Linked DNA regions of Mus musculus: regions 1, 2, 3, 4 and 6 are each linked to region 5. A link is a contact called in public HiCAR-type, Micro-C and promoter capture Hi-C data. All regions are on one chromosome and are shown on one strand. The core of a region is the stretch at or near the end of the contact, and the rest is flanking DNA. Distances in the headings are between cores, read along the strand shown. Region 1 holds the start of Rcn2 (reticulocalbin 2). Region 2 holds the start of Idh3a (isocitrate dehydrogenase 3 (NAD+) alpha). Region 3 holds the start of Cib2 (calcium and integrin binding family member 2). Region 4 holds the start of Scaper (S phase cyclin A-associated protein in the ER). Region 5 holds the start of Ube2q2 (ubiquitin-conjugating enzyme E2Q family member 2). Region 6 holds the start of Dmxl2 (Dmx-like 2).

What was found. Promoter capture Hi-C pulls out the DNA fragments that hold promoters and counts their contacts. Hi-C and Micro-C count contacts between places; a contact is called where the count stands out from the background. HiCAR-type assays count read pairs that join an accessible place to other places. Capture Hi-C pulls out chosen DNA fragments and counts their contacts.
Region 1: a promoter capture Hi-C map of liver shows a contact between it and region 5. The contact joins the promoter of Rcn2 here to the promoter of Ube2q2 in region 5. A contact is called at or near these places in 1 of 39 promoter capture datasets (cranial neural crest), 2 of 115 datasets of contacts at active chromatin or transcription factors (astrocytes and bone marrow-derived macrophages) and 1 of 9 other capture datasets (liver).
Region 2: a contact with region 5 is called in a promoter capture Hi-C map of pre-B cells, with 3 times the contacts expected there. The contact joins the promoter of Idh3a here to the promoter of Ube2q2 in region 5. A contact is called at or near these places in 2 of 39 promoter capture datasets (hippocampal neurons and pre-B cells) and 1 of 484 Hi-C or Micro-C datasets (embryonic stem cells).
Region 3: a promoter capture Hi-C map of liver shows a contact between it and region 5, with 2.6 times the contacts expected there. The contact joins the promoter of Cib2 here to the promoter of Ube2q2 in region 5. A contact is called at or near these places in 6 of 39 promoter capture datasets (the SN4741 cell line, hippocampal neurons, liver and 2 more) and 1 of 115 datasets of contacts at active chromatin or transcription factors (extraembryonic endoderm stem cells).
Region 4: a HiCAR-type map of astrocytes shows a contact between it and region 5, with 2.7 times the contacts expected there. The contact joins the promoter of Scaper here to the promoter of Ube2q2 in region 5. A contact is called at or near these places in 2 of 39 promoter capture datasets (cranial neural crest and hippocampal neurons) and 3 of 115 datasets of contacts at active chromatin or transcription factors (astrocytes, embryonic forebrain and pancreatic cancer cells).
Region 6: a contact with region 5 is called in a Micro-C map of embryonic stem cells, with 8 times the contacts expected there. The contact joins the promoter of Dmxl2 here to the promoter of Ube2q2 in region 5. A contact is called at or near these places in 2 of 39 promoter capture datasets (cranial neural crest and neural stem cells) and 3 of 484 Hi-C or Micro-C datasets (all in embryonic stem cells).

The regions. Positions count from the first base shown.
Region 1 is chr9:56,040,476-56,044,185 of GRCm38.p6, forward strand. It overlaps Rcn2 (reticulocalbin 2), which reads left to right and starts at 1,370. Exons shown (of 7, transcript NM_011992.2): 1 at 1,370-1,729; 2 at 2,100-2,205. The coding sequence starts at 1,577.
Region 2 is chr9:54,583,987-54,587,847 of GRCm38.p6, forward strand. Idh3a (isocitrate dehydrogenase 3 (NAD+) alpha) reads left to right here and starts at 2,525. Exons shown (of 11, transcript NM_029573.2): 1 at 2,525-2,557. The coding sequence starts at 2,531.
Region 3 is chr9:54,558,438-54,561,789 of GRCm38.p6, forward strand. It overlaps Cib2 (calcium and integrin binding family member 2), which reads right to left and starts at 1,753. Exons shown (of 6, transcript NM_019686.6): 1 at 1,531-1,753. The coding sequence starts at 1,581.
Region 4 is chr9:55,935,953-55,939,722 of GRCm38.p6, forward strand. Scaper (S phase cyclin A-associated protein in the ER) reads right to left here and starts at 2,167. Exons shown (of 33, transcript NM_001357652.1): 1 at 2,118-2,167.
Region 5 is chr9:55,147,857-55,151,432 of GRCm38.p6, forward strand. Ube2q2 (ubiquitin-conjugating enzyme E2Q family member 2) reads left to right here and starts at 1,513. Exons shown (of 13, transcript NM_180600.3): 1 at 1,513-1,970. The coding sequence starts at 1,779.
Region 6 is chr9:54,499,477-54,502,982 of GRCm38.p6, forward strand. Dmxl2 (Dmx-like 2) reads right to left here and starts at 2,150. Exons shown (of 44, transcript NM_172771.2): 1 at 1,875-2,150. The coding sequence starts at 1,961.

The DNA.
Region 1 (3,710 bases), core at 120-2,619, 890 kb after region 5:
AACTCGTGGATACTTCATTTCTCCCTAGAATAAGGAATAAAATATCCATGGAAGAAGTTGCAGAGACAAAGTTTGGGGCTAAGATGAAAGGATGGACCATCCAGAGACTGCCCCACCCGGGGATCCATCCCATAATCAGCCACCAAACGCAGACACTATTGCATATGCCAGAGGGATTTTGCTGAAAGGACCCTGATATAGCTGTCTCCTGTGGGGCTTTGCCAGTGCCTGGCAAATACAGAAGTGGATGCTCACAGTCATCTATAGGATGGACCACAGGGCCCCCAATGTAGGAGCTAGAGAAAGTACCCAAGGAGCTGAAGGGGTCTGCAACTCTATAGGTGGAACAACAATATGAAGTAACCAGTACCCCCCAGAGCTTGTGTCTCTAGCTGCATATGTAGCAGAAGATGGCCTAGTTGGCCATCATTGGGAAGAGAGGCCCCTTGGTCTAGCAAACTTTATATGCCCCAGTACAGGGGAAAGTCAGGGCCAAGAAGTGGGAGTGAGTGGGTAGGGTAGCGGCGGGGGGAGGAGGGTATAGGGGACTTTTGGGATAGCATTTGAAATGTAAATGAAGAAAATATCTAATAAAAAAAATTCCAGTCTGGCCCAAGAAATTTTTGTAATCATACCCACACAGTTTTCAGTTTGGAACAGGATTCCTGCTCTCAATCCAATAGTTATGAGATGTGAAAGACAACATCCTCCCTCAAAAAAAAAAAAAAAAAAGTCCTTTTCTATTTTTCTATACAACTATCCTTTCCCACACCCCCATGGATGAAATTACATTATTTAATTCGTGTTTTACAACTATTTAAATGTCTCCTTTAAAAAAAAACAGAAAAGAAAAAAATGTTGCCTATTTTATAAAAGCTCAAAGAGGTTAAGGGCCCAATACTTTAACCAGGTCATATGAATTGAACATCAGATGCAAACATTTGGCTGCAATTCCTGATACTGTATTTCCTGCTGTGGAGAAATTAACTAAGGCACACTGAAGCCTGGGAAATGGATACTGCTGGTCTGTTCTGATTTCTTTGAGATATAATACTGTGCTGTTTTGCACCAAAATCTCCAGGCTCTCTCTCCCACTGATGGAAGCCAGGACAGACTCACAGAATGGCCAAAGAACTTCCCGCCATGAATGAGACTGAAAGGAAAAGGCAAAGTGCTGTGGAATTGGGGCTATCTTCTCAAGGGTACGGCGGCAAAGGTGAAGGGGCCCGCAGGGGTCCCGTGGCCCCAGCAGCTGGCTCGCCTGCAGATTCTAGTAGGAGGCAATAGCAAGGTCCCGCCCCCAGGGTAGCACGACCCAATCAGCAACAGGTATAGCGCTCTGGACCCGCCTCCGCCCCCGCGGCCATATAAGGCAGGGCCTGGCGGGCCTCAGCAACGCAGTAGTCGACAGACTTCAGGCTGGGGTGTGGAGCCCCGGCCACCGCCGCCACTGACGACCCCCGCCCCCCACATGCAGCGCCGCCCCTCTGTGGCTGCCCGTGAAGCAAGGCTGCCAAGCCCCGGCTCCGCCTGCCTCCCTCCTCGCGGCTTTCTGCGTCCTCGCCGAGCGGGCGCGATGCGGCTGGGCCCAAGGCCCGCGGCGCTAGGACTGCTGCTGCCGCTGCTGCTGTACGCCGCGGTGGCTGGCGCCAGCAAGGCGGAGGAACTGCACTACCCGCAGGGCGAGCACCGGGCGGACTACGACCGCGAAGCGCTGCTGGGTGTCCAGGTGAGGATACCAGGCTGGGTACCGCATCGCCATGGGCTTTGTCCTGTGACAAAGCGGGACGACCAGAGAGAGAGGCCTTAGCAAGAGCGGCCTGACAATGGGGTCCGGGCGGGGCTCAGCTTTCGCTCTAGGAGACCCTGAGGCCTGTAAAGCTGGTGGTACTGTTGCAGTTCCAGAACAAGATTCTTTCTATTCCTGGATCCAGGGACAGGATTACTTAGAGTGGTAGTGGGGGCGTATTGAAGAGAAGTGTGGGTCATCCTGAAACCACTGGGGCAAATGAGGCATGTGGTAGCTCTGTTTCCTTCCACCATCACGCCCCACTGATTGTAATGCTTGATTCTCCTGTGTGTGGTTTCCCTCCCAAAAGGAAGACGTCGATGAGTATGTTAAACTTGGCCACGAAGAGCAGCAAAGACGATTGCAGTCGATCATAAAGAAAATTGACTCGGACTCTGATGGCTTTCTTACTGAAAGTAAGGACTGACTTGCACCACCAACAATGGAGAAAGCCCTTTGTAGGAAATTAATGTACATTTAAAAAAAAAAAACTGTTGTCTATTGAATTCTAGTAGATTGCTGGTGTTCTAACAAGCTAAAAGTAACTGTGATATGGAAAATAGTTCTTATGCCTGGAAGGTGGGCTACAAGTAAAATCAGTGCTTTGATGGTATGTAAATGTTACTGGCCCTAAGAGAATAAGTTTGCCAGTCATACCTTGAGACAGACTCTTCCTCACATCACTTTTCTCATTGTCCATAGTATGGTTCATTTTAGAGACACTTGCCCAAACCTTTCTTAGCACATCACATGATACAACATTCCTTCAGTATGTAGGAATTTTAAGAATCTGCTTTTATTAGTTTATTATAACAATTAGCAAATAGAAACATCCCATCAAATGTGAATTATATCGAAACATTAAAAAAAATGGTGCTAATGGGGACTTAGAACCAGCTTATCTATCTCTTCATAGAGTTGAAGAAAGTCACATTCAGGAGGGAAAACCTTATTTTTAAATAAATGGCAAACCCAGGAGTGGAATTCAGCTCTTAGCCTTAATTCAATTTTTAATGTTCTTCATTCAAAACAAACAACAAAAGAGTGCTCTTAGGTATGTTCTTAGGCAGAAATGGAACGTACAGTGTAAAAGAATATTCTAAATAAATTACTAGCAATTTCTTCCTCAAGTGAACCTTGAATCTATCAGAATTCTACCTATACTATCAGGTATTCTGGGTTGATCTTTTGAAGGTTCAGAATCTGTCCTTGTGACAGCAAGCTGTTTGTGGTGTCTCTCCTTTTAGTGTTGGTCAGCATCCAGATAATGAAGTTACGGAACAGGGAAATGCTGTCAATAAATAGTCACATTGGTGCCCTCAGGCTTGTTCCTGTTAAACCATGATGAAATCTCTAAGCTAATAGAAGGATAGTGGTCTGCCTTGTTTACAAATGGAGTTGATCTAGAAGACTTTAGTACTTGTTGGGGTCTAGATGTGCTTAAATAGTCTGATCTTCATTTTATAGGTAAAGAGTTTGAAAGGTAAGCTATGGTTTAGGGCCAAGCTGCAATGTGAGCCTGTGCTTCTGGTCCCTGATACATTCTGCTTCCTACTAGGCTCCACTAAGTCCTTTAAGGTAGAAGAAACACTCGTTGTGCTTAAGGAAACACAAACCTCTGGAGGACCCTTAAGAGAACGTTACTGATTTGAGTTTTGAGGGCCAGAGCTTGGAGTCTAAAGCTGGGCCCAAAGGCCCTGAGGCACACTTAAACCAAAAAACGCAGACCAGCTTGGGCAATAAGGAGAGACCCACAACTTTAAAAATAGTAGACGTTCTCAAGAGGTAACAAAACACCATTGTTAGAGCTCTGAAGCCAAAAGCAGGTGAGGGTCTATAGACTCTTAGCTGTGAAACCTTGGGCCTTTCTGAACCTCAGTTTTATTAACTGAAATAGTGATGATTATAAGTTGGGTCAATG
Region 2 (3,861 bases), core at 1,275-3,774, 560 kb before region 5:
ATCACTCTTTCTAGTTTTTTTCTGATCTCTGGCTGGCTGATTCAACTCAGCTGTTCTAGCTCAAAACTCTCCATGCTAACTGACTCAGTATGGCTTCTCTCTGATTCTCCTGAATTGCTCTGCTTTACTTCAAACTAACTCTAGCAATCTGTTCTAATCTTCTGGCTCCTTCTCATTTTCTGGCTTGTTCTATCTCTGCCTGTGTCTATCTTCTACTCTTCTCAACCTGTCTCTACAAAACTTTCTGGGTAAAACTGTCTCCTCTCTCCCTCTGCACTGTCCCCTGCACCCCCATAGCTTCCCTTTCCTCTCTATTCTCGTATTCTCGTGAGAGTTGGGGAGATCCTATTCTGTCAAATCTTTCTCTGACTCAGCACTTTGCCACTCAGTAGACATCACTTTCTTTTTTTTTTTTAAAGATTTATTTATTATTATATGTAAGTACACTGAAGCTGTCTTCAGACACACCAGAAGAGGGAGTCAGATCTTGTTGGGGATGGTTGTGAGCCACCATGTGGTTGCTGGGATTTGAACTCTGGACCTTCGGAAGAGCAGTCGGGTGCTCTTACCCACTGAGCCATCTCACCAGCCCCAGACATCACTTTCAATCATGGGTGTTTCCTTCTGCAAACTAACTTCATCTTCATTCATTATTTGGAATTAAAGGAAGTAATAAGTCATTTCTGTATTCCAGCTTGAGGGATTAATGGTGTGTGCTAAGGCTGAGCCACACCACAACTAGAAAATGGTTTTCCAAGTAAACAACACAGTCTTAGAGTTCACAGTGTGATCAAATATCCTGCAACAAAGTTTCTTTGTGTAGCCCTGGCTGTCCTGAAACTAGCTTTGTAGGCCAGGTTGGTCTCTAACTCAGATCCAACTGCCTCTGCCTCCTGAGAGATAGGATTAAAGGCATGGGCCATCACTGCCAGTCTGCAAACTCTGATTTGTCCTCAACATGGTTTTTGTTTTTGTTTACCACGTTGAAACATAGAAACTGGGGTAATCTAAACCTGTGTTTCCTGGCCTTAGTTACTTATATTTGGTCAGACTAAACCCCCTCTTACTCTTTTTGAAGTAAGAGTTATAGTGTGTAAATGGAGAATGTGAGTGTGGTGTGTGTGTGTGGGGGGGAGAGAGAGAGAGAGAGAGAGAGAGAGAGAGAGAGAGAGAGAGAGAGAGGGAGGGAGAGAGAGAGAGAGCGCTTGAGTGCTTGAGTGCTTCATGGCTTCATGGTAGGTATCCTTACCTTAGCTTTTGAGACAGGTCTCCCACTCACTAAACAACCTGGGGCTCATCATATCAGCTAGGCTGTCTGGCAATGGCAGCAGGATTCACCTAGCTCTGGATTTTCATTGCTGGGGTTATAGATGCTCACTCTTTCCTGACTCTTTACATGGGTACTGGGTATTGAATTCAGGTCCTCATGCTTTTGAAACAAGCACCTAACCCACTGGGCCATCTCCCCAGCCCAAGAGCTGTGTTTTCTGAATTTATTTTATGAAAACACTTACATTTGCTAAAAACTTCAGATTGTACATTTACATCAAGTACTTTTTAAAAGATTTGTCTATTTTATGTATATGAGTGTTTTGTCTGCATGTAGGTGCCTGTGCCATATTGGTATCTGGTGCCCTGTGAGGCCTGAAGAAGGTACTGGATCCTCTACATCTGGAGTTACAGACATTTGTGAGCCATCATGAGGGTGCTGGGAACTGAATCCGGGTCCTCTGCAGACTAATAAATGCTTTTTATTCAGTAAAGCTATTAAAAAAAAATAAAAATTAGCCAGATGATGGTGGAACACGCCTTTAATCCCAGAACTCGGGAGGCAGAGGCCAGATCTCTGTAGGTTTGAGGCCAGCCTGGTCTAGCGAGTGAGTTTCAGGGTAGCTGAGGCTATGCAGAAGAACCCTGTCTCAAAAAACAAAACAAAAAAATGAAAATTTAAAAAAAAATGTAAGAATCAAGTTAGGCGAGGTGGTGCATGCCTACAGTCCCTGTACCTGGGAGATAGAGGCAAGAAAAGAGGAACCCCTGGCAGTCCGGGGTTCAAACCCAGCCTCAGCTACATAATCAGTTTGAAGCTCCATGATACTGTCTTAAGAAATGAAACAAAACAAAACAATGTTTGAAAATAAGCAAGATATTTGTCCCAGTGGGACCGCAAAGTTTTAAGGGGCGCACAATCCCCCAAATAAAGAAGGCTGATTGGTCCCCTAATAGGTCGGAAACAAAAAACTCATCCAAACAGCTTTTCAATGAATGAAGCGGGAGGAAGGGGAGGAGGCTTCCGGGTCGCAGCTGGGCCCGCTCCGCGCGTCATCAAAAGATGAAGGCGGTGATTGGTCAGCTAGCGGCAGCTGTGCAGCGGGGTCCGGAGCGGGGCGGTGAGCGATCGAGAGACCCGAGCTAGGGGCGGGGCCACACGGAGCCTCGGGGCGGGGCCGTGAGGGGCGGGCTTGGGAAGAGGGCTATGCGCATGCGCCCTGGTGTTGCCGCTGTCGCCGCGGTGAGGGAAGTGGACGCGATGGCCGGGTCCGCGTGGGTGTCCAAGGTGAGCGCTACAGGGCAGCAAGCTCGAGGGCGAGCAGGGAGAGTAGGCTGTGATCCCGCCTGATGGATGGCGGAGGCGAGCGCGCGGAGGCGGCTCATGGCCCGCGGGCAGTGTTTCGGGGAATGTGGCCGGCACGCCGTGCGTGGCTAGCCCTGAGCCGGGACAGCCGCGCCGGGCGGGGACGGCGTCAAGGTCAAGGCGGCCAGTACTGCTCCGGGTGTCCCCACCAGTGTCCTCCAGGATAGGTGCACAGGCCTCCCCCGGAGCCCTTGAGGGTCACAGACAGGCCACCTAGGCCCCGCGGCCCTGTCACCTGCGGGTCTCCGGGCAGCATGCCCAGGTCGCCCCTCCCTGATCCCTCAGCCTTTGACCGGGTAAACGCTGGGCGCAAGAGGGTTTTCGAGGTGAGGGAATCCCGGGCCGTTAGGCCAGCCAGATTTTTCTCTCTCTTGGAACTCTTCCTAGTCTGATGCCTGGTGCCCTGGTAGGTATTCCTCCTTCAGAGGACGCAGGGCATCGTGCTCCTTGGAGTTATACTCTGAACGTTCAGGGAGATCGCATCATCGTCCTTTCACCTTCAGTTGTTGGGACCCAGCGATCTGGGACTCTCTAGTTCTCCCTGATAGTTCAGGTACTAGAGCTGGAAGGCGCTTCAGGTTACATATGCAGTCTTTTCGTTTCCTGGTGGAGCTGACCTGCCCTCGAAGACAAATTTGCTCAAGGTCATACAGGAGGTCATTGTCATCTTTGAGAGAAACCCGAGGTATTTTGATTTTCTGTCTCTCCGGTGGCCAAGGTCACTTAGCTAATTATGGATATAGTACTGACCAGGCCGTAGGTCATCTGATGCCGTCGTGGGTGGCTCTCTAGAAGTCTGCTATAAGCAATGCAGATTTTTAAATGAAATTTGTATTGCCCTTCTCCTTTAAAGAGAGGTTTGGAGATGCACTATTGTTTATTAATAATTCAATTTAGGGGTTCTTAATTTTAAATCCTGACAAAGCCATTGGCCAATTGTGTATCCTCTGCAAACTATTTAACATCTGCGAACCCACCTGTAAGATACATGTGCTTGTGTCACAGGTATTTCTGCATGAAAGCACCTATTCCATGTAGAAGGACATGAAAGCCTGAAGCTTTCCTAGCTATCGATGTATCTGTCTTGGCAGTGATCAAGCAGACAGTGATTCTGGGACATCAGTAACTAGGCTTTTTTGTTTGGTGACTAGAATCTACGTTGTCACTATGTTCAGACCCACTTTTGCTTGAGATGCTGTTAGGTCACATTTGGTTTTAAAGGTGTA
Region 3 (3,352 bases), core at 503-3,002, 590 kb before region 5:
AGGAAGCTCCAGTTAGACCTCTGTCCCCAGGAGGCTTTGGAGGGCTGGCCAGGGTCACAGTCTTGAGATGGATGAGGGGATCTCAAGGTGAGATGCAAAGAAGGCTGAGTCATATGTGGGGCTAGTTCTTAACTGAAGGCATGGGCTGAAGCATAGCATTGGGATGGCGGACGGGGGGGGGGGGGGGCAGCGAGCCCTGCGTAGGCACGTGAGAGGATGAGAGAGGAGTGTGCCATGCACATACGTGGCCAGGGCGGTAGCCGAAACTTTGGGCATCTTGCAGGGGCATCTGGCGAGCAGGAAACCGGGCATCTGGCCTCAGGGAGGGAAGACCACCAGACTGCGAAGTTCCAGGAAGCCCAGAGTTACTTGGAAAAGGGAATGTAACCCTGGGGCCCCCATGCGGCCCGGGTTGGGCATGCTAGAGAGCCAGAGGAAAGGAGATGTGGGGCTCTCGTGTTTCATGGCTCTCCTTCCCCTGGCAGGGTCTAGCTGGGCCCTGGCAAAGGATCAGAACTCAACACTGGACTGGGTCTGACCCAATGCCGGGCTGGTCCTAATGGGGATGCAGGCTCCCCACTCTCCCCAGACCACTCTTCTCTCCTGGGTTTGGGCTATTTTGCCTGCATCTACCTCCACTTAAAACGCCTCCTTCCAGAACTTTCTGGCAGAAAAAAAAATCCTGACTTCCCAAGTCCTCATGCAAGCTCTGCACTCTTTCTGAACCTTCTAGTCAAACCAAGAGCTATTGACCTCCCCTGTCCACTAGAGCTCTTCTCAATACATATCCTATCACTTGGGTCACACTGGAGGTAACCGCTCCACGCTAACTGAATATTCACAAAAGTTGCACACATCTAAGATAGGAATACATATGACATAACACTCCTAACCTATTAGGCGATAAAAAGAAGACTCCACAGCTGTTGTTCCCTGAAAGTCCGGAGACATTACATGGTGAGCTAAAGCAACTGAGCAAGACTCTGGGCCAGCCCGGAGATAAGGTTCCCTCGCATACCTACAGAAAAGTTTTCACATGGCTGGGGGCTGTGAGATCATTGATATGGACAGCTAGCTCTGAACTTGGAAGAATCCGGGGTGAAAGGGCTACTAGGATCACAAAATAGGTTAAGAGATGTGGGTACGTAGTTATATAAACAACACACCCCAACCTGTAACCTGCATTTGGGGCCTCTTGTCCTCCCCCTACACCAAGCCCTTTCTGGGATGAGGGTCATGCCCAGTGGGCTGGAAGAAATGACTGGGGTCTAGCTTGGGAGGGCAGAAAGAAGGTCAATAAGGAAGAGAAGACGGGGTGGGTGAGGCGCATCTGACAGAATACTCTAACTGGAATGTTCTAACATTCCCGGGCCTGGGAAACTGAGGCTCGTCAAGGGGAAGTCATCCACCTAAGGCGACGCTGCGCGCTGAAGGTAGCGGCAGGGTTTGAACCTCTGTGAGTCCGCTTTTGCGAGGCCTGGGAAAAGGACAAAAAGGAGGACTACAGGGGCCGCGGCGCGCCGGCTTCACCTGGTAGTTGTCCAGCTGCTCTTCAGTGAAGATGGTCTGCTTGTTCCCCATGGTGACCGCGATGGTATGGGTGGCCGCGGCGTCGTCTCTCGCCCTTTCGAGTGCTGCTTCCCATCGGCGGCGTCTGGAGCCCCGAGCCCGGTGCCCGCGGCCCTTGCCAGCCCGGGAGCGGGCAGCGTCGCCAGCCTAGCCTGGCCCGCTCCGCTGGGTCCCGCAGTTCAGTGGGAGGGGTGCAGGGGCTGGGAGGCAAAGGCGGGGCCGGGGGCGGGGCGGGCCTAGGCGGGGGCGGGGGCCGGATTGGGGCGGAGGCGCAGCCTGGTGGAAGGAGGCGGGGCCCGAGAGGTGACTTCTCCCTGGAGACAGAGGCCTGCTCAGTCTATGCTGCTGCAGCACACTGAGGTGGCCAAGCGGTGGCCTCATAGGGCCGCCTGACTACTGGACACTGAGTGCGCCTCCCGTTCCAACCAGCACACTGACTGGCACCCCGGGTCGGTCCTGGCGATTGTGAGCCTGAAAATCCCATGGATTAGTGTGGTAGAACAGGCACAATCCTCCGGCCTCTGATCCTAGACTGAGAATAGGTGTGTTGTTGAGCTTGCGGGATTACCCAAGTCAGGTCCATCCTCAAAAAGCCGACATACACGCAGTCAAACACTCAAATCATAAAATAACTTTTTAAAAAAGGAAACAGACGAAGCAAACTCTACCTCAGCAGAGGAATGGGCTCTGGTAACAATAGGTTACACTACTCAGTTGGTTCAAGACCTTAAGGAAAGTAACTAGATCACTCCCTACATCCACTCTGCTAAGTGAGGCCTTCACGAAATTTAATAATGCAGGCAGGGTAGAGGAGGTTAACCAATACCCTCCTAAACGATTGGCTATCTTCAGCCGCCCCATCAAGGTGACCGCTAGGAAAAGCCCTCCAGACACACGGAAGTTCAGGAGTCCTGGCAACTCTGGGACCTATCAGTGGCCCACAAGGAAGGCTACTAGCAATGGAGTTGTCCTTACTGTCTATTCTTGGGACAGCTGGGCTGCATGAAACCTGAGTCAAAGGCTCCTGGTGGCTCCGCTGGGAGGCAAGTCCATCATGGGCTGCCAAAACTGAGATTAGCTACATGAGTATGGTCTCCTGTAATCCCAGCCCTCGAGACAGAGGCAGGAAGATCAGAAGTTCAGGGTTATCCTTAGCTGATTCAGGCCAACTTGTAGTACATGAGACTATATCTCAGAAAACAGAATATAGTAACTAAAAGCAATTTAGCTGAGAAATAGTGTAGTGGCAGAGAGCTAGCCTAACATTCATGAGGCCCTGGGTTCAGTCCCTAGCACCACCAAAAAAAAAAACAAACAAAAGCGACATACCAGTATTGTCCAGTTTTGCCTGGCTTACATCACTTTGGGGCCGTGTTGTTCTACTCTTTTTTTTTTTTTTTTTTTTTTAATGAGTACACCATTGCTCTCTTCAGACACACCAGAAGAGGGCATCAGATCCCATTACAGATGGTTGTGAGACACCATGTGGTTTCTAGGAATTGAACTCAGAACCTCTGGAAGAGTAGTCAGTGCTCTTAACTGCTGAGCCATCACTCCAGCCCTCTTTTTTTTTTAAGATTTATTTATTAATTTATTTTATGTATATGAGTACACTGTAGCTGTACAGATGGTTGTGAGCCTTTATGTGGTTGTTGGGAATTGAATTTAGGACCTCTGCTGCTCAGGTTGGCCCTGCTAGCTCAGTCTCTGCTCAATCTGGCCCAAAGATTTATTTATTATTATAAATAAGTGCACTGTTGCTGTCATTAGACACACCAGAAGA
Region 4 (3,770 bases), core at 917-3,416, 790 kb after region 5:
CCTAACCCCGACATCATCCATTTCTAGTGATTCAAGAATATTTACAGGTAATCCACAAATGATTTCTGCTTTTCTTTTTAAAGTGCTTTGGGTTGGGGGAGAGGGGGTGCATGAAGATGAAAAGAAAGCATCAGAACTCCATCCCCTTATCTTTAAATCATTCCTACATAGCACTCATGAAGGTTCACTATCAAGTCAATCCTCATTGATTCTTAAGATCTATGGAGCACAATGGAAAGGGGGGAATGTGTGTAAAACAGTAACACCTTGGGAACCTAGCCACCGAAGTTATTTATAAAACATTTATATAGCAACCCTGGTTTTGACATAACACATCAGGAATTTAATCACAGTGCTATGTGCTCAATGTTTATGTCCCCTCAAAATTCATGTTGAAACCCTAGCTTTCCAAAGTATAGTATTGATAGTGTTAGGTGAATACTTTGGGAGGTAATTAAGAGTGAGGGTCTTCATAAATGGGACGATGCCCTTTTAAAAGAGGTTAAAGGAAAACCCCCATTCTTCCTCATGTAAGGGTAAAGAAGGTATCATCTATAATCAGGAAGCAGGTTATCTATCACCAAACACAGAATCAGCTACCACCTTCATCTTAGACTTCCCCAGCAGAACTGTGAGAAACCAATCACTATTTTTATACATTTTCTAGTTTAAGATAATTTTGTTATAGCAGCCTAAACAGACTAACAGGAGAGAATTTTACAAATGCAGCTCAAGGGAATGAAGAAAGAGGAAGGATGGGGCATTTGCTTAAGGGTTATGACGAACGAGAAGCAGTTCCTTGTAGAAACATTATTTCTGCTAGTTTTATGACATGGATCGTATCCAAATGATGGAAACCAAAGGAAAAAAGCCACATCACACTTTTTCCCACCAACATAATTTCCCACATGACATTTTAAAATGGCTCTTGTACTAAAGATATTTGGATGTCAATGGACATTCTCAAGTCATTTTGGTGTATTTGTTGTAAATCAATCTGCAAGCATCTTGCAGAAAGTCATGCTTAACAGGAAAAAAAATTTACCAATTCAAAGCACCTACATAGGACAGGGTGGGTTAGTGCTGTGCTTATTTTTCTATCTTAAATCAGAAATCTGCCACATTACCAGCAAGTGATCAGGCTAAGCAATCATCTCTTTGAGCCTCAAGTTTCCCATTTATAAACGTCCACAGCATCTATCTCACTCTTCTCCCATGTGATGTGGATGAAATAAATCTGTAAATTGCAGCCGGGAATTATTTTCTGTTCAGGAAGATGATTGTAGCAAATTGCTATTCCACAGACAATAACGCGACACACGTGAGAAATACAGTCCACCAGCAGCAGGAGGCAGCCCATGGGGTAGTGAGACCTCCTTAGAGGGAGCCTTTGGGACAGCAGCAGGTGCTGCTTGGGGAGCAATTTTCTGGCTGCTTTCTAACAAGCCCCAAACTCTCTGGAGTCAGTTACTGACTCTAACCTGCTTCTGTGTGCAGGACTGCAAATCTGAGCAGAGGGGAGTGCTAATAAAGTACAGAGGCAAGGACGCTGAGGTAGGAGGCTCTCAGGTGAGAGAGGCCTTCGGTTTGCACCTGAGGCCTCAAGTAAACATTTGTAAAATGGGAAGAAAAAAAATTTTTTTTTTTTTTTTTTTTTTTTTTACCTCCATGCTTCCCTGAGATAGCTAATGCCTGAATCTAGGTTCATGGAAAGTGTGGTAAAGCCCTGGAGGGAAAGATGCTGAAAGTGATTAACTGCCAAATGCAGGCAAGCAGCAGCTTCTGAGGACCCCTCACTCGTGCAGTAGGGACATTCCAGTAGGCTCGGCTACCCCCTAGAGACAGTCTTCTGCCCCGACCCTAACCCCGGCCCGGCCTGAGGTCTGTCCCAGTCCCACGACCCTCACTGCCCCGGGGCCAGCTCGACCCTCCCCACCCTGGCCCGGCCTCCTCAGTCCACCTCGCGGCTCCCCTCCCCCGGTCACACGCCCAGGTGAGGGAGGAGGTGGAAGGGTTTCCGCCGCCATCTTGTCCCCTCAGCCCCACAACACAGGTTGCCCGCGCCCCTCCTGGGCCCGTCCGGGTCGAGGCGACGCGCGCCCCTCGCGGACACTTACCCGGGAGGCTTAGCTTACTTTGGGGCGGCTCCCAGCGTCCCGGCGGGAAAGGGGCGGGGTGGGGCGGGGCGGCCGCGGAGGACCGGGCGGGGCGGATGGACGGCGCACCACGTGACGCCAGCCGAAGCCCAGCCACTCCCCCTAGGCCGTCCTGGGCCATTCGCGCAGGCGCAGCTAGGCTCACTTCTTGCGCGCTCAAGTAGAAAGGTAAGAGTTTCCTCTGTACCGACGAACGTCTTTTTCTTCAGTGCTGTTCTCTTTCTTGGACTGACGGTCTACCTCAGCTTTGTCCACACTGGCCCCTTTCTCGGATTCAGCTTTCTTCCGGCGTGTCTTACCACCACAGCCCACCGATTAAAGACCTCAAGAAATGTGTGTGACAATCTTTCACTAAAGCACCTGGGACTTAGCCAAGCGGAGCTTAGTCTCCACTTAAAGGCTTGTTTCAAATGTCGGTGCCAGGCTTGGAAGGATCCAACTACAAAAACCTAAAAGGTAGGCTTAAGCTATTTCAAAGACAACAATAAGTGCAAGATGATTATGTGTAGGTATTTAAACCACAGTTGTGAACTAAATGGAAAACAATCTATGCCCGTCACAGTACAATATCAAGGAGTATTTTCTGCAGCTTTTCGTCCAGATGACTCTGAGATTCTAACTTGGCTCACACTTCTTACAACAGGTGGGAAGCTAACGGGTCACTGACATCTGCCTCACCCTTAAGAGGGTAAGAGTTATGGAAGCAGGTGCACGCTGTATTAGAGGCTCCTTCTAGGTCCTTCCGCCTCTTGGTTTCTTAGAAAACCCATTCGTTCAGTTGTTTGACAAACAGTTATGAAGGACCTGCCACATTAGCTCTACTAGCTTGCTTAGAGTCATAAATGAACAAAATAGGTCCTCCCCCAAAAGAAATCCTGGAGGGAGGAAATGTTTGTTCTTGAGCTCGGAGGAAACACAAATAATAAAAATTGTAAGTTATATGATAAGCACTATTGGTAATAAAGTAAGTGGAGATAGGAAGAATTAGTGCAATATAAATGGCGGTCAGGGTCTTGTTTCTCTGGTTTACTATCTTCTCTTATTCTCATGAGCATTTAAACAACTTCAATCTCTTTCCACTTCAAATCTCCCAACCACCAGCCCTCACTTCAACATGTTTTCATTCCCCCTCATAGCCTGCCCTTTGTACTTTGCAATTTGCAAGATATCTCCACTACTTCAGTTCCTCTTCAGGTCTGGACTTACTGCAGTTTGGTTTCTTCCGATTCTTTTCTAAAGTCACTAGTGATTTCTTTACTGCAAATCCCCACCTGCAGTAGTTTGAATTTTTAATGTTCCCCAAAGGCCCAAATATTGAAGGCTTTGTCTCTGTGGCAGTATTACCAGAAACCAAGGCCATGGAATACAGTGTGACAATCCCAACAAACCAGTCAACAACTCTCCCCAAAACCAAATAGAAAAGATAGTGATTTGTTGCTTTTAACAAAATCTCAAACATTAGATTTTACCAATAAAGACTCATGAGCCGGATTCTGGGGTGAAAGCTTGCTAGCTAAGAGAGGCAGAGAAAGCACCCAGCTAAATGCTCTAAGGCTGACATCCCAAAAGGCAATTCTTCTCCATGCTGTCCAATATGCCCCTCAACTTGATGTC
Region 5 (3,576 bases), core at 263-2,762:
ACAACAAAAACCCCAAACAATGTCTCCCCATGTTGTTCTGTTGTAATTTTAGGAGGTCAGAATCAGGTACCTCAAGACCAGTGTAAAGGGAGAAAGCAGGTTCCCTCACAGAATATAAGAATTTCAAAGCCTAGTAGTATATGCCTTTAATCCTAGCACTCAAGAGACAGAGGCAGCTGGATCTCTGTGAGTTTAAGGCCATCCTGGTCTACATAGTGAGTTCAAGGACAGCCACTGCTACATAGTGAGCCTATTTCCAAAAACAAACGAATGCATTCCTAGTCTGGCGGTGGTGCAGGCCTTTAACCTCAGCATTCAGAAGGCAGACAGTCCGATCTCTGTGAGTTCGAGGCCAGACTGGTCTACAGAGAGTGCGTTTTAGGACAGCCAGGGCTACATAGTGAAACCCTGTCTCAAAAACAAACCAATAATAATAATAAAAGAATTTCAAGATGGTGACAGCAGGGCACTAAACCAGGCCCGGGAGCCTTACTAAGCTAGGAACCCTGGGTACTACATAGGTGACATGTCTAGAAAGTTGGTCTTGCCTCTGGAAAAATGTAGTCCTCTAGTTATTTGTGAACGAACCTAGGTTATTCCAGAATTGTGTTAAGTGCTGGGGAATCAGGTAAGAGCAAGAATTTATTAAATGACACAGGTGTCATTAGGCTTTTCCTCCCCTCAATCCTAGGGGTGCTTCTCTGAATGAGATTTCAGTGTTAAGCAGAGACAACAGAAAGAAGCAATAAGTTAACCTAGGAAAGGGATACATGGTATCTACATGGTTACTTTAGCTTAGTTGGTCAGGAAGGATCAGTCTGACACATTTGAGATGTGACTTCAACAAACATGGTCCATTCTGGGAAGTCCAGCAGAAACTCAGGACGCAGAGTATCCACATTAGCGCGAGCACATAAATGTTTACGTGAAAGATTGAAATGATGATGGGAAGAAGCTGGCAGGCTCTATCATCGTCTTCGGCAAATGGGAGCGAAGGAGGGAGTACAAGTCTGGAGAGAAGGACCTTTCGGGAGTCACACTTAGAAAAGTGGTGGGTGGTTCAGCGCGGAGCGAGAGCAACATACGTGAAGGTGCTAGGCGCACACCTCTCATCTCCCCATCCCGGCCGCGCCCAGGCCAGGTGAGTGGGTGGCCGGTGGACAACCACGCGGAGGAGCAACCTCCAGGGGCCCGCGCGTTTCCTACCCGAGCCGACGTGGCCGGCGCGATAGGCCGCGCACGTGTCTGGCCAGAGGCCCCGGTGCAGCGCAGAGGCGCGCAGGGGAGCTCAGGTTCATCCTCGTGCGGTGCCGCCGGCCCAAATCCTCGGGGCGAGCGGCGGGTGCTGGGCGCGGAGCCCCGGTGTGGGGCGGAAAGGGGCTGGGTCATGAGAGGAGGGGGCGGTCGGGAGCGCGCGCGGAGCTCGCGGGCGCGCGCCGGGGCGGGGGCAGCCCTCTCCCAGGCGGCGGTGGGGGCGGCGTCGCTGTTGCCCTTTTAAGCCGCGGGGCCACCGCCTCCTGCGGGTGGAGTCGGTTACAAAGGCAGCAGCCGGCCCGGCTCCCGCACGCTCGCTCGCTCCCTCGCTCGCACGCCCGCCCGCCGAGGCCTCGCGCTCCTCGCCATTTTCCAGCCGCGCTCGGACGCGGGTCGCGGCGGCGGGGAGAGGCGGAGCCGCGAGAGCGCGGCCCGGGCCGGCCCCGCGGGGCGGTCGCGGCCGTGACGGCGGCTCCCGGCCCCGGCTCCCTTTCCTCACCCCTCCCGCTGGAGATGAGGGGAAGATGTCCGTGTCAGGGCTCAAGGCCGAGCTGAAGTTCCTGGCGTCCATCTTCGACAAGAACCACGAGCGATTCCGCATCGTCAGCTGGAAGCTGGACGAGCTGCACTGCCAGTTCCTGGTGCCGCCGCCGCCACCACCGCCGGGCAGCTCGCTTTCGCCGCCGCCGCCGCTCACACTTCACTGCAACATCACGGTGAGGCGCCGGGTCGTAGCCCCTCGGGGCCGGGCGGGGGCGGACCTGGGCGCCGCAGTCCCGGGACAAAGGGCGCCTGCCCGGGAGACCCCCGGTGTCCCGGGCACGGCCGGTTGGCGGCTGGGCCCTGGGCCCGGCCGGGAGCTCGGGCTGCCTGGTCGGGAGGAGGTGGAGGCGCGTCGCAGCACGGCGCGGGCCGGCTTTGCTCTGTTGGCCCCTCGCGGCCCCCGTCGGGCCCCGAGGTCGCCATGGCCGCCCGCAGCCGGCCTGCTCTGGGGACCGCGGCTCGTCCGTGGGCTCCTGTCAGTCGCTCAGGTGGAAAGGCTCTCAAGTATCTGTTTTAGCTACTCGTTTTCCCATCGGGTTCCAAAACCCACGTCCTTGCTTGTTCAACCAGTTCTCGTTTGTGTTTTGGTCTCCGAGGACAAACGAACACTGAAAGCCTACGTATTTAAGGAAAAAGTTTAGGACGCAACCCCGGGGGATGGTGTGGAACCATCGTTTAGCCCTGACCTGGCTTTGCGCTTACGTGTTTTGGAAAAGCTCATGGAACCTTCCACGCGGCAGGTGGTGTGGTGAGTGTGCAAGCTGTCCCACCTGTGCCCTGTGCGGAAGCCTGGACGTTACCAGGAGGGGAAAGGAGATGCTTCGCAGTTTATTACCGGGGAAGATCAAGTGGGATTGGAAGGCTGGAGAAACACGTGGGAAGTTACTTTTCTGTTTAAGGGAAATGCTCTTTAGAAACATTCAGTTGGTAAAATTATCAGATTGTAAGTGAACTCTCTCCCCCCCCCCCCTATCGAAGTGTATTATGAGGCTGACTGTTCATTGTGAAATTGATCTCATGTGCAGAAAATACACCTTATTACAACTGGAGTTAAGGTGGTAGTTTTTATATGGCTAAGATTCCTTCTGTTAAGTCAGCCAATAGATAACCCCAAGTGTGGTGGGAATTTCAAAGGCCTTAACTTTATGATAGTTATCAAACTCTATTGGAGAAGGTGGATAGTGTTAGTACTATTAGGTACTGCTATATCTGGCAAAAGAAAAAACTGCAGCAGTGTGCTTTAGTGAGGAGGGAATTCACTTTCTGAATATCTTGTTAAGCTGTTGTGGGTACTAGTGTTTGAGAACTTGGCAGGCCAGTGCCTATACAGAGAACTCAGACTTCTTGGAGCGTTTTATATAGCTGCGACAACTACTTTGATGTTATGAAATCTAAAGGGAGCATCTAATTTTGCGTAGGGAGCTGTGTTGACTAGTTTTCTGTTAACTTGACAAGTAATAAGAGAGGGAACCTCAATTGAGAAAAATAACACCTCAAGATTGGCCTGTAGGCCAGCCTATGGGGCATTTTCTTCACTAATGATTGAGGAAGGGCTCAGCCAATTGTGGTGGTTTACCCCTGGGTAGTTGGTTCTGTGATGGTGGGTATGGGCTTTTTAATCAGCACTGCATAGGCAGAGAGGCAGAGAGGGAGGCAGAGAGGCAGGCAGAGAGGGAGGCAGAGAGGCAGAGAGGCAGAGAGGCAGAGGCAGAGGGAGGGTCTCTGAGGCCAGCCTGGTCTACAGAGTGATTTCCAGGACAGCCAGAGCTATACAGAGAA
Region 6 (3,506 bases), core at 900-3,399, 650 kb before region 5:
ACTCGGTGACAGAATAAATTCAAATGGGAACTATGGCCACAGATGGCCTGTGGCCTGCCCGCACCTGCAAAGCACTGATGGTTCTTACACTGACTGGCCTTTCCAGGCAGAATCTAGTTTAACTCTGTAAACCAGCTCTGCCGGGAGCTAAGAGAAACACTATTTTTTGGTGTTGTTTCGTTTATCTTAAGCATAGATTCATACCTCTACCACCTAAGTACTACAGGTGTGTGTGCCACCACACCCAGCTAGTGCCTCACTTTTAGATGAACCCGGTAAACTACCAGCACCCCACAAGGGGAAATCTCCATAATCGAAAATCCAGATTTATTTCTTGAAGGAAACTCTCTTATGATCCTACGGTAGGTCCTCCTCCTTTCCTGAAAGACACAAAGGTTATGTGTGTGTGTGTGTGTGTGTGTGTGTGTGTGTGTTTTCTCTCTCTATTCTCCAAACAGCCTCCACACACTTAAAGACCAAGCTCCAGCCTATGTTAATATTATTGGGCTGGTATTTTTTTTTAACGATTTTCATTGTGGGGGAGGGGCAACCCTGAATACACAGTAAGCATATGGAGGTCAGAGGGCAACCTGGCATGAGTTTGTCCTCTCCTTCCACCATGTGAGTCATGAGGGGGTTGAATTCAAGTCTCTAGGTTTGGTAGTAAGCACCTTTATCCAGCAAGCCATGTCACAGGGCCCTAGACTGATGTTTTAAGTCACATGTGTAGCAAACTCAGCACCACTGATTAGTGAAAGAATAATATGTCAAACAACCCTATTTTTAAAAGTATTCTTTCAAAACTAGAACAAACCTGAGCTGACTACATCTTAAAATTATTAAGGCCAAGAAGCAACCTTGTTGAGGTTTTTTTTTTTAAATGAATCACAAAACATTAAAAACAGATAAAGTGTTCCAGAATGCAGTGCTACATAATGATTCTGCAGTTTTGCTGTAATTTTTCCTGCAGTTTTACAAACATGCTGCTGTAGACATCAAATCAAATGGTTCCCGTTGTCTAAAAAGCATATTACTAAGCAATATCCAATTTAATTAAGCATAATGATTATCAATATGTACTTAATAGAGGTCTCACTAATACAATTCCTTCTAAGAAGGACCATGTATATACTTAATATAAAAAACATTATTAATCCGTGTGAATCTTACAAAATAATCTCTGGGAGAGCTTGATTTTATCAGCCTTTTCTCAAAAAAGGATTGATGAATCCCACCCATCTGGCTGAGAAACTGACTATGTCGTGTAGGGAGGTGCTGGTTTCCAAAACGCTATGTTTACATACATTTTTATCACACGCCCAAGGAAAGTCTTAAAATGTAACACTGCTTCAGGCTTTAAAAAAATTAAAAAAAAAAAAACTAGCTTGCAAAGATTAAGTTAATACCTGAAAGGATTACCGAAACGGAACCCTGAGCTAGATAAGACAGGCCACTCATGAAAAGGTGACTTCCATTCTAACTCTTTCAGGGAGAGAGCGGATTTTTCTATTCCCGTATGCTAAAATTCTACCTAGGGAGATACAGAGGGCGCGTTTAAAGCCGCAGGCAGCTCGGGAGGCCAGGGAGCAGCACCGCCTCCATACCCTGAGACCAAGACCGTTCGCTGCCAGCCAGGAGCAGGTGGAAGCCGCCCCGGGCTTCGGCCGCTGCCAACACCTCCCTCCCGGCACCGCAGACCCCGGGGCTGCCCCGAACCTTCCATCCCCGCCACCCGCGCACTCACCGGGCGGGCGGGCGGGCGGACGAGGGCGGTGATTCCTCATCCTTCCCCTACCCCCGCCCAAGCCCAGAGCCCAGGGGGCGTGGGTGGGCTCGTCGCTCACGGCCCTACGGGAGGCCCCAGCTCTGCTCACCGTGAAGGGGACGTCCCCGACGCTGCCCACCGAATAGCAGTTGTCCCCAGGGTTGACAGCCCCGGTGAGGACCTGATGCAGATGCATCTCGGGATTCCGGCTGGAATGAGCTCTGCGCCAGAGGAGGACGAGTCCCGCGCCCGGCCGCAGCCGCTCTTCCTGTGCGTCCTCGGGACTCAGCGCCCCGCTCGCCTGTCGTCTGCCGGCCGCCGCCCGGCCATGAGAGGCTCCGGCCGCCGCAGCCCGACCGCCGCTCGGCTGCGGAAATGCCCGGATGCTCCCACGGCCTGCCGCACCGGCGCACAGTGCGGGCGCAGGGCCGCGGCGCGTGCGAGGCGGGGGCGGCGCCGGAGAGCGCGCAAGCGGGGCGCGTGCGAGGCCGTCACGCCGCGCGCCAGGGAGAGGCCGGCGCGCGCCCGGCGCGGGGACGCGGCGCGCAGGCAAAAGAACGCGCTCACACGGGAAGCCACGCTCTCGGCGCCGCGCGTGCGCGTGCGCGCGCCACCGTCTCCAGGACAACTGCGCGCGCCGCGACGCGCGGACCCTCTGTGCCGGTTGCGCGCGCAGACCTGCGGGAGTTCCCTGGGAGCCCGGGGCCCAGACCTCCAGGGGCGGGGCCAGGGGGCCGGCCTGTTTTGCTAAGTGTTTAAGCGTCTCTCGAGGACAGCGCGTGCTGGTCAGTACCGCTGACCTCAGGGGAAGGACACTACCATCACTGGGCAATCCCATGATCTTAAGGTCCTTCTGTCTACTTTAAAGTATGCAGCATCTTACAGCCTTTAAGGGATGCTGAACTCCCCCGACAGCAAATTGTTGTGCTCACACTTTTTCTCACACGTCCCCCTAGAGACCGGTGATCCCTCTATCTAAAAGTGTTTTTCCCCCAGGGTATGATGTCATGAAGTCGCAGAATCGCCTGCTTTTCCAGGCTGTCTGCTAATTTGAAATCAGATCCCTGCCCCCACTACACACACACACACACACACACACACACACACACACACACACACCGGGTCAATTCTTTGCGATTTTTAGCTCAGGTTGTAGAAAAGAAACCGCGGCACGGAACAAAGGTTAACGAGGAAAATTTAAGACCAAACACGCACAAGGCTTACAAAAGATACAAAAATCGATGAGGTTACAATATGTTAACTAGGGGGCTGGAAGGATCTCTCTGAGGACATAGAGTAATGAGTCCCTGGATTCAATTTTGACAGGCTAGGAGCAACTAGGAATAAAGCATTATAATAAAGAAATTAGGAGAGCTAGAAAGTAAAATGTACGGGGGAGACACTAAGTTCAATGCTTGAGGCAGGTATATCAGTTAGGGGAAAGATATGATAGTTAACAAGAAATACACGCACCCAGGGGGGCTCTATGTCCAGGGCTTTCGAGACACTGAATCCACTGAGAAGCCCAGATTTTGTTCTGCCTGTCCTAAAGGCTATCTGCTACTTCTCAGCTGAAATGTATAATCAGGTGAATGTGCCGAGGGTGGAGAATGGAGGCAGATTCCGCATGTTTACTGTTCCGGGAAAGCAGCATCAGTAATCAACTAATTCCCAGCGACCTAAGGCATATCCCTTTTCATCTATAGTGGCATAAACCCCCAGGCTAAGATCTCGGGGAGGG